Regions from separate parts of the Pan troglodytes genome. Here region 1 is linked to region 2. Evidence: chromatin contacts called from public HiChIP or PLAC-seq data. All regions are on one chromosome and are shown on one strand. Each heading gives the region's core, a stretch centred on a gene start, on an enhancer-like site or on the middle of the called end of the contact. The rest is flanking DNA. Distances are from core to core; before and after follow the strand shown.

Evidence for each region. HiChIP or PLAC-seq counts read pairs in DNA pulled down with a chosen protein or histone mark.
Region 1: a contact with region 2 is called in an H3K4me3 HiChIP or PLAC-seq map of stem cell-derived excitatory neurons, with 4 times the contacts expected there. The contact joins two enhancer-like sites. A contact is called at or near these places in 1 of 7 Hi-C or Micro-C datasets (stem cell-derived neural progenitor cells) and 1 of 1 datasets of contacts at active chromatin or transcription factors (stem cell-derived excitatory neurons).

Annotation. Positions count from the first base shown.
Region 1 is chr11:113,692,842-113,697,865 of NHGRI_mPanTro3-v2.0_pri, forward strand. No RefSeq gene overlaps it. Among named protein-coding and RNA genes, the nearest start is that of SMARCA2, 230 kb to the right of the region's middle. Within about 2 kb of position 2,695, at least 23 of the 24 cell types and tissues checked have an H3K27ac peak or open chromatin away from gene starts, as enhancers often do. A contact at or near this core is called in stem cell-derived excitatory neurons, where this site is marked.
Region 2 is chr11:113,510,211-113,514,995 of NHGRI_mPanTro3-v2.0_pri, forward strand. No RefSeq gene overlaps it. Among named protein-coding and RNA genes, the nearest start is that of VLDLR, 200 kb to the left of the region's middle. Within about 2 kb of position 1,326, at least 4 of the 24 cell types and tissues checked have an H3K27ac peak or open chromatin away from gene starts, as enhancers often do. A contact at or near this core is called in stem cell-derived excitatory neurons, where this site is marked.

The sequences.
Region 1 (5,024 bases), core at 1,445-3,944, 180 kb after region 2:
AAACAGTTCCAGGTTTATCTTGCATATTTCCTGCCTCTGCCCTGGAAACATTTTTTCTCTAAGGATCCCTTATTCCTCTTAGTTAGAATACTACATTCAAAAGCAAGGTGTGGCTGTTAGGTATGGCCACTGCTACCAAGATTTCTGCTTCAGTGGGCAAAGCCAGGAGATAGATAGATATATATATGTATCACATTAATACATACACATATATACACATTTCAGAAATTATGAGTCCACAACAACACCTCCAATTGCAATCCATTCTTCTTACATCCGTGTCTTCTCTCTTTCTGTATTTGTAACTTTCTTCTCCACAGTGAGAACCCTGGCTCTCAACAACAATGTGTTTACCGATTTGCTCAATACCAGGAAATATCTAAAATCATTTCAGAATCCTTCTGTGCCCATGCTGCTACAAAAACAAACCCAGTAAAAAGAGTTTAGTGTTTAAGTCCTTCCCGACTCCCACGCTACCTAAGTCTAATGGAATATGGTCTAATGGGTATTCATAAACTACTCGGATTTTTTCCCCCTTTCAGTGTGGTTATTCATTTGAAATACAGTTGGGTTTATTTTTTTCAGTTTGGTTTTTAGTTTTTTCTCCCTTCCCATACTTTTTGGTTTAATCTTTTAAATAAATAGAACATTAATAAACTTCCAAAAATCAAAAATAATACAAAGAGCTATACCATAGAAGTGTTTCTCCCTCTCATATTCCTTCCACCCTGTTTCCCACCTTCTTGTTAGGTGACCTGCTTCATCTCACTGCATTCTTTACTGGTTTATTCCTCCTATATTTCTATTTTTTTGAAAGATATGCAGGTACATGTATTTCTCCCATTTTTCCTTTTCCTCACAAAGGTTAGCACAGTATACATCTACTCTTTTGCAGTTGGTCAGGAAGAAACGCTTTCCATGAGCTTCGGAGACTAGCAGCCTTCTCTGCAGTATCTTATGTTCATTTAGCAAACACCTGAGTCTCCACAGAGAGCCAAGGCTGATCAGTGAGTCCCAAGTCTACAGTGAGCTGGCTTCATAGTATAGACCTTTCTCACGAATGCTTCACGCCTAGCCCAGCCAAAGAACTGCGCCCTACATTGCATTCTTTCCTGTGCCTTGTTGACACCCTGCGGTTTCAGTGTGCGGACCCTTGTCTGTCACTGCCTTAGATGACTGTTGTAGACCCTCACCTTTACGGAGTACAGACGTATTATCTCAATTTCCCTTGTCGTCTGGTTCTGCCCTCCCTCACAAAATCAATCCTCCAGGGACAAAGCTTCCTCCTATACTACGTCATGATGCTGAAATCCTTCCCCTCCCCTCCATCTCTCAACTTACCTCGACAACTATCTCTTTCTCTCTCTCTCTCATGCTCATGCGCGCGCAAACACACACATACACACACTCACACGTGTTTTCTTTAAAGGCTTAAATTTTCCATAACAGTGGGGGGTTCCCAAGGAAAAGGGGTGAAAGTTTTAAAAATAGGTGCTTGCTGGGTAATTTGCCATTAAACATCAGGGCACCATTCTAGTAGGGAGATGGCTGTTAACCCCTTCACTTCTGCTCGCCAGGGTCCTGCCCTCAGCACCTCAGGGAGGGCTGCCTCCCCGAGATCAGCAGCTGGGGAGGTGCGGGCGGGGGTCGGGGTGACAGCCAAGCTAAGTGGAGGTCCCAGGAGGCTGGACGTAATAACCACAGCGACTGTGGTTGCTCCGCCCGGTCCTCTGGGGGCAGCCAGAGCCTTCCCAGGTTTTGCCTTCGCCCGGTCCTCGCCCTTCAAAGCTGGGTAAGGTCCAGCCGTCCACCTGTGGCTGTCCTACAACAAAACCACTTCCAGGAAAAGGAAGGGGTACGTGACAGGCCGAAGAAGTCAGGCTACAAACCGGATGACAACCGTAAGGAAGAAAGAAAAGAGCAAGCCACGGGGGTTCTCATAGGGTTAACACAGCCTGGCATACACAAAGGATGAGGGTGAGGGCGAGGCAAAATGAGAAATCGGGTGCAAGGAGTAGGGGAAAAAAACCTTCCAGCCTTTCTTTTTGCATCCAGAGGTACATTTTCATTTCAGAGTAAACCCAGCCACAAATGAGGGTAGCTGGGAGCATGTCCCTTCTTAGGCAGCTGAGAGGATGAAAGAGCCTCCCAACGCCTTTGATGCAGGCTGCATATTCGAGCACATTTTGAAACGTGCATCTGTGCTGTGTTGGGCCTGGAACCCCGGCGGCTCGGGGCTGGCTGTGGGCGGGTGAGAAGGAAAACGTTGCCTGGCGTTACCCGCGTCTGGAATGGGTTCCCGGAGCAGCGCTAGGCAAAACCCGGAGTGGATCTTGGGAAGAAAAGCAGGCGCTGCTCCCGGGCTCAGCACTCGGTTTCTTAGGCGCCGAAAGGTCCACCGTTTGCACACACCACCCCTGAGGGCTCGCGAGCGGTGGGAACCTGGAAGGGGCCAAACATGCTGTTCAGAATAATTTAGGAGGTAGAATATTCCTCCTGCTTGGTAGTGTGAAATCACTTATTTATGGCTTCCATTCAGTCTCCGGTTTGCAGATAATCCCCCTTTCTAAGCGGTGAAACTCATGAATGTTGATCGTGCAAATCAAGCTGACACTAGCAGCTTTTGTCCACCAGGGCATACATCAAGGCCTGCCTTCTCCCCAGCACGTTTCCCCCTCCTCGCCATGCGCATCCCAGGCTCCCGGATTCCTGAAAGGCGCGCTCCGCCCCAAAGCGACCTGAGGGTCTCTAGCAACAATCCAGGGGCTTGTCTGCCAAGCGCTCGGGCCCCACTTGGAGCGTCCTGTTCAGAGCCTCAAAGAGACGCCCTGAAGACAAATGGCCCCGACAGGAGGAGGTCACCCAGCGAAGGGCTGCGGGAGCTCTAGACCCTCGCCCAGAGGCCTAGGCGCTCGTTCTTAAACACGCAAACCGAGCCAAGCCGGGACAAAACCCGGCTCCGAGGAAGGAAGCAACGAAACAATCGCATTTATGTAAAGGGAGGATCGAGGAGAGAGAGAAAAGGCAAAGCCAGCCAGGATGCGAGGATTTGAAATAATGAGATCAGACGGGGGACGGCGGATGTTAACTACACCCACAGAAGCCATCAATAAAAGAGGCTTTGCTAGAAGTCAAGCCGACCGCTGGTTTTTAGAGTGGCTAGGTGGTAACTCTGGATCCTGCTGTAATAAGATACTTTTTAATTAATGCTAACGAGCTAATGTTATTAACTGCTCAAAGCTCCAGAGGAGTAGGTGCGAACTGCAGACCAAATATGTCTTTGGGTGTTGTGCGATGAATGTGACCGCTGAACGAATTAAGAATAGTCAGAGGCACCCTCATTCTTAGGGATCCAGGCTCATGAATAAAGATATTCATGCGGCCTGGTGCGGTGGCTCACACCTGTAATCCCAGCACTTTGGAAGGCAGAGGCGAGTGGATCACCTGAGGTCAGGAGTTCGAGACCAGCCTGGCCAACATGGCGAAACCCCATCTCTACTAAAAATACAAAAATTAGCCGGGCGTGGTGGCATGCACCTGTAGTCCCAGCTACCTGGGAGGCTGAGGCAGGAGAATGGTGTGAACCCGCGAGGTGGAGGTTGCAGTGAGCCAAGATCGTGCCACTGCACTCCAGTCTGGGTGACAGAGCAAGACTCTGTCTCAAAAAAAAAAAAAAAAAAGATACTCATGCTTAATTTAAATTGTATTATGTGGCAGTCTCCAAACTGGTCTCTGTAGCAGAGGCCACTCATTGTGCTTCAGAAAGTTACTGTTTACCTGTGTGTCTTTCTGTTGAGAACCATTTCAAAGCTGAGGTTGAGCTGTGGGAAGGATACATTTCCACACACAAGTCTGTACTTTAAAAAATTATCTTGGTTGCTTGGTACAGGATGAGTTACCAAGAGGGTCAGGATTCCTGCCGGCCTGGCAATATTTCCTGCTTCCCACCACCCCACCCACTTCCCCAATTTACAAGCCCTGCCCCCTCCCCTAAAGAAGACCTGTGAATGACAGGCTAGTCCTCTGCCTCCTGGTCCCAGCAAACAGGAGCACTGATTCTTGGCCTTTCTTAATCGACTTTGCTGTGACTCTGACCACCATAAAGTTCACAAGAGAAGAGATCATAAAGGATGGTCAAAGTCTAGTTTTCTGAACAGGAGAGATGATCAGAGTGACCATTTGGGGTTGGCACACATTTCCCAGACAGAGGGAATATGGCGAGTTAAGGCACCGTGGGAAGAATGTCATCCATATGTCATTGTTCACTCTTTTACATTAGTTATGTACTCCAGTCCTGGAATCCAAAGGTCAACAGAATGCAGCAAGTTAACTGCTGCCCTTCTGTGGGATGAATTCTTCGGGAACAATCTTGGCTTTGTCAGTGTTTCTTACCTGCATGCCTTCTTGGATCTTGGTGTTTTCTGTCTGTTGGCTTTGACAGTGTCCAGATTGGAGGTTATTTTCATCCATACAGTCTTCCTTCCCTCTCACTCCCTGGCCTTTGAAGAATGACCCCTCTCTGACTCCACATGGCTCTGGTAAATCAGGACATGTGACCAATAGGGAATATGACCAGGCCAATCCTATTCTCTCTTCCAGGAAATGGGATTTTCAATAGAGAGACCCAGGATATAAGAGGTTGAACAAATTATCCCGTAACTACACCCTAAGGACAGGGTTCCTAAGGGTTGTGAACCCTGGAGCTGCCCTGTTGCTGGTACCTTCCAAAACATATTCTTGAGCATTTCTCTCCATTTTACAGGCTTCAGAAAATATTTTTTGTTCTTGCTTAACTTCAATTAATACATTAATACACAAGTCATACAGAAAATAGCAAGTTTAGAAATCAATTTTTTGTGTGAAATACACATCCAGAAAACTTCATTAAAGTGTATTACGAACAACTATAAAGTGAACGTTACGTATGTGTTTACTACCAGGGTTGGGAAATGAATATTATCAGTAGCCCGGGTGCCCTCTCTAACCCACTGCATTCCTCTCCTTAATGATAAAACCACCTTGCT
Region 2 (4,785 bases), core at 76-2,575:
GCTGACGGTTTTATAAGTGTTTGACAGTTTCTCCTTCACACGCTCTCTCTTCTGTCTCCTGCCACCCTGTAAGATGTGCCTGCTTCTCCTCCTCTCATGATTGCAAGTCTCCTGAGGCCTCCTCAGCCATGAAGAACTGTGAGTCAATTAAACCTCTTTCTTTTATAAATTACCCAGTCTTGGGTATTTCTTTGTAGCAGTGTGAAAACAGACTAATGCAATTACCATAATGAGCTTTCAATTGATGAACTTGCATCACTGACTCCTCAACACGCAGCTGACTTCCTACTGTAATTGTTCACCATGCAGACATTTGTGGAGCCACAAGCATAACCATCATGGTATTTAAGATTCATTCTGTATCTGGATTTATGCACTTTATGAAAAATCATCAAACTGTCCTTATTATTGGTGTCTTTTTTCTGTATATATGTTATGCTTCAATAAAATATTTACTTAAAATTATTTTAGGTATGTTAAACTCACTACACCAGACAGGGCTTACCTTCTCACTCTGCTGTCTTTATCCCTCTAATTAAAAGGATTACACATACATCTGTATTTGTTTTAGAAGAATAACATAGAACAGCAAAATTTAAAAATTAAAAATTATCCATTTCCTTTCCCAGCACACAGAGACAATCATCACTACTATTTTAGAAGGTGCATATCATATTTTACAATAAAAAAGAAATAATGTTAATAAAGTTTTATAACCTTTTGATATAATCTGCCTGTAAATTCCAGAATATTATTTTTAAAGGCTGCATTATGTTCAGTTCAATGGGTATAGCACAATTATTTAACCAATCCCTACCGTTAGAGATATAGATGGTTCTGGTATTTAGCAATGCTGCCATGAACAGCTTTGGAGCTAAATCATTGCATTGCATTGGAGTTTCACTCCGCTCAAATTTCAATTATTCACACCACTCCTTCCAGACTCCTTTAGGATTCTTGGTCTTGAGGGAATTCACAATCGCTTTATTATGCACTACATCTTCTGGACTTTTCTTCTGAAAGATTTATGTCCCACTGAAACAAATAATGGGCTTGATAGAGCCATTTTCAAAGATATGACTGGAAGGAACAGAGGCACTTTGAATCACAAAACCCATTTGCTGGAGTAAGTGGGCACAGGGGACCTTAGGGCTCTCAGACTCCTGCCTTGCTGAGGGGCTGATGCAGCTTAGGAGCCCGCCTTACAGTGGTGTTTGCTTCCTGGGTGTTATTTGCAGTGTTTCTATGGTGCTAATGACTGCAAATTGCTAATGGCTGTGAAAAGCTAATTGTTGTGCAAGGTGTTTCTCTCTGTCCCAATTGCCAGGGGAGTGCACAGTCATGGTTAAACAGAGACTCATTAGCACCTCTGACATAGTCCTCCTGGGGAATCCTCAAAGCAGCCTGGAAAATAACCAAGTCTCCACCATCCAGAGCCAGGTGGCTTTGTGCCTGGCCCGCAACAAAAAACAAGGGAGGCAAAGATCTAGGAAACACCACCCAGAAGGAAACAAAGGAAGCTGGAATGGTGTGTGATGTGCTTCAGCTGGTGAACTGAAGAAGTAGAAAGGACATGGTCTTTGTAGGCAAGTTTCCTAAATTAATACCAATGCAGTGGCTAGGAAGTGCCAGGCACTGTGCTCAGTACTTCATGGCTTTTTCTCTTTGAATCACACCCACTTTTCAGAGGACTACACTGAGGCTCAGAGAATGAATAATTCTGCTCCCCACCCCGCCACACACACACACACACACACACACACACACACACACACACACACACACACGGAGAGAAAGAATTTGACTGCTAAACTTAATTCGTTATGTTCCCTAAATACTTCATGAAAGTTGGGCTGTTTAAAAAACATACTAGCAACAAGCCCACATTGGCGCATGAATGTTATTTTTCTCCTGTATTCCTATAAGTAAGGTGCAATGTCTCTGCTTCCACTGATATCCTGTATTCTAAGCTATCCACTTTAAAAAATCTATTTGGTTGATTATGTATTATTTCCCTGTCCTTTGACTTGAGTTTAACAATTCCCCTGATAAGGCAAACTTAGTCATAATAATGTTTGTTTGAATTCATAGTGCTACAATTTTCACAAACTCTTTTTTTGCTTCTTTATAGACTCATTAGATTAGAATTTTTCAGCTAGAGGTATGAGTTTCAGAATGGCCTACTCCTTCCACCACCCCCCAAGTTCTTTAAATGTGTCTTGAAACCTGTGCCTTCCCTTTTCCCAGGCACTAAAACCGTTTGTTGCTTTGTGCAACACACCAAGTTGTGTTTCCAACTCCACACTTTTTCAAAAACAGGTTGAATCAAAAACAATAGAAATTGATGGAGTAGCGATGTCTGCAATTGCCATAAGACTGTTTGCTCGAGTTCATCCTGCACACTCTTTGAAAGACAAAGTAGAGGGGCCATTCCCAAAGGAATGGCAGTCTGCTAACACAGTACAAAGGAAAGAAACACTGGAAAGCAAAACACTGCCATTTACAGTTGCAGGAAAGTTGCCTGGACAACACAGAGACTCAGGGGATGAAGAACTGATCTCACCTGCCATCTTTCCCATCCTTTTTCTTGCCTCATTAGCTTAACAGAGATAGCAGGTGCCTGTATTGACTTGACTATTAACAGGGCAAAGAATTAGCATTAAAGTTAATGTTAAACTCTCAATCAACTCAATTGATTCAATAATGAGATTTGGCGTGGTCAAAAAAAATTAACAACAGAGGAGTTTACATTATTTCCAGCTCCCCAGGAAGCGAGATGTGCTTGCTGCTTACAGCTGATGAACTATTCCTGACAATTATTCTAAGTGGATGATAGTGCAGTAAGGGAAGTTGATGCAAATGATGTCATCTGAAAGTTAAGAGAGAAAGCAAAGGGGCAAACTCCTCAGTTGGTAAGAAAATGGTCCCTCCAGAGAGTCAATCCCATTTGGTGCTATCAGATCTCAGTCCAGGATGGGTTACTTCAACTCAGGTTGAGCACAAAACAGCCCCTGCCATTCCTGCTGGTCACCATGCACCAGAGCAAAATGAGGACAGCCTATTTCCAGTGTTGCTGAGCTGACAGTTGCCAATAGCTGTCACCCACTGGTTGAAAAGACAGGACCATCATGTGAGAAGGCCCCTCACTTGCTTGCATGTGGGAAATGCAAGGTCTTCCTCCAGCAGCTGAGCTCAGGGTCAGAATAGGAGCAACCATTTGAAAAAGACTTCAGTAAGCTGGATGTATCTTTGTGGTTTCTTCTTGCTGGGAGTTTGGAACAAGGCCAAAGACATTCATAATTCCTGGAAGAACATCCCCCTCCTGCTGTGTAAATGAGAACCATTTAGGAGAGAAACAATGGTAATCTCCTCCCCTAAATCTGTTCTCGTCCTGAATTTCTTTTTTTTGTGTGTGTGTGAAAGGCTCTACCTACCATCATTTGCCTAAGCCAGAAACTCAGCACTTACTCAATACCTCCTTTCCCTTCAACACAGTAATTCAATTTCTGAATCTGGTGGTGGTTTATACCTCTTTAATATTCCTTGCATTTTCTCTTCTCCCTTCTCACTTGTTCTTCCCTGGTTTAGGATGCTATCTTTTCTTGCTTGAATTACTGTCTACAATAGTCATCCAAAGGTCTCTCAGCTCCTAGGCTTGTCACCCTTTACGCCACAGCATGATTTTTTAAAAATCCAAATCTGATCAGTAAACAGTCAGTTTACTGTTGAAAATATTTGAGAATGCTCCAAAGCTTTAATGATGCAGTTCACAGCCTTTAGCTTAGCATAAGCAAAATGTGAAGAGCAGACATTTTACCCATCTTGTTTTGGTAGAGTGTAGAAGCTCTTGAACCACAGGTAATGTCTAGTACTATTTTCTTGTGGTGGTAAGAGAACAGAGAAGGGCTACTCAGGTGCTGGCTATGTGGTTAGACATAAGAATTATGTGTGATAGACATATGAATTATGGTACTATGAAGCCAAAGCTAGGGTGAGAAGTTCCTCTCCAAGAAGAGTTATATTATAAACTGAATGTTTGTGTTCCCCCAAAATTTATATATTGAAATCTTTATGCCCAAGGTGATGACATTAGGAGGTGAGATCTTTGGCAAGTAATTACATCATGAGGGTGTGGTTCTCATGAATGGGATCAGTGCCTTTATAGAAGGGACCTTAGAGAGCTCTCTCGCTGTCTTTCTACCACATGAAGTTACAATGAGAAGCTGACTATTTGCAACCCAGAAGAGGGACCTCCCCTGAACTTGACTATGCTGGCACCCTGATCCTGGACTTGGCAGCCTTAAGAACTCGGAGAACTTAATTTTATTGTTTATAAGCCACCCAGTCTCTATGGTGTTAAAACAGCTTGAACAAAGACAAGTTGAAATAAGATAATAGGATGACCAGTTAAACTTGAATTTCAGAAAAACAATGAATAATGTTTTTTGTAGATTAAGTATGTTGCATGTAGTCTTTGTTTATCTGAAGTTTGAAATAACTGTTTTTTTATTTGCTAAATATGGTAACCTTATACCATAGCATTGACTGTAGGGTGGAAGACAAGGGTGAGGGGAAGTTTCAGGAGAGTCTGTAGGGGAAAGCTAAAGTCCAATATAAGGAAAAGGACTGCCAGTTAAATACAGCAGATAAAGACACAGGTGAATGTCAACTCCATCCAGAAAATCTCCAAAATAATAGATAATAAAAAACATAAATTATGAAGGAAATGGGAATAGAACATGAAAGTAGATGATAGATTTCAAAAAAATTTGGAGATACAAAGTA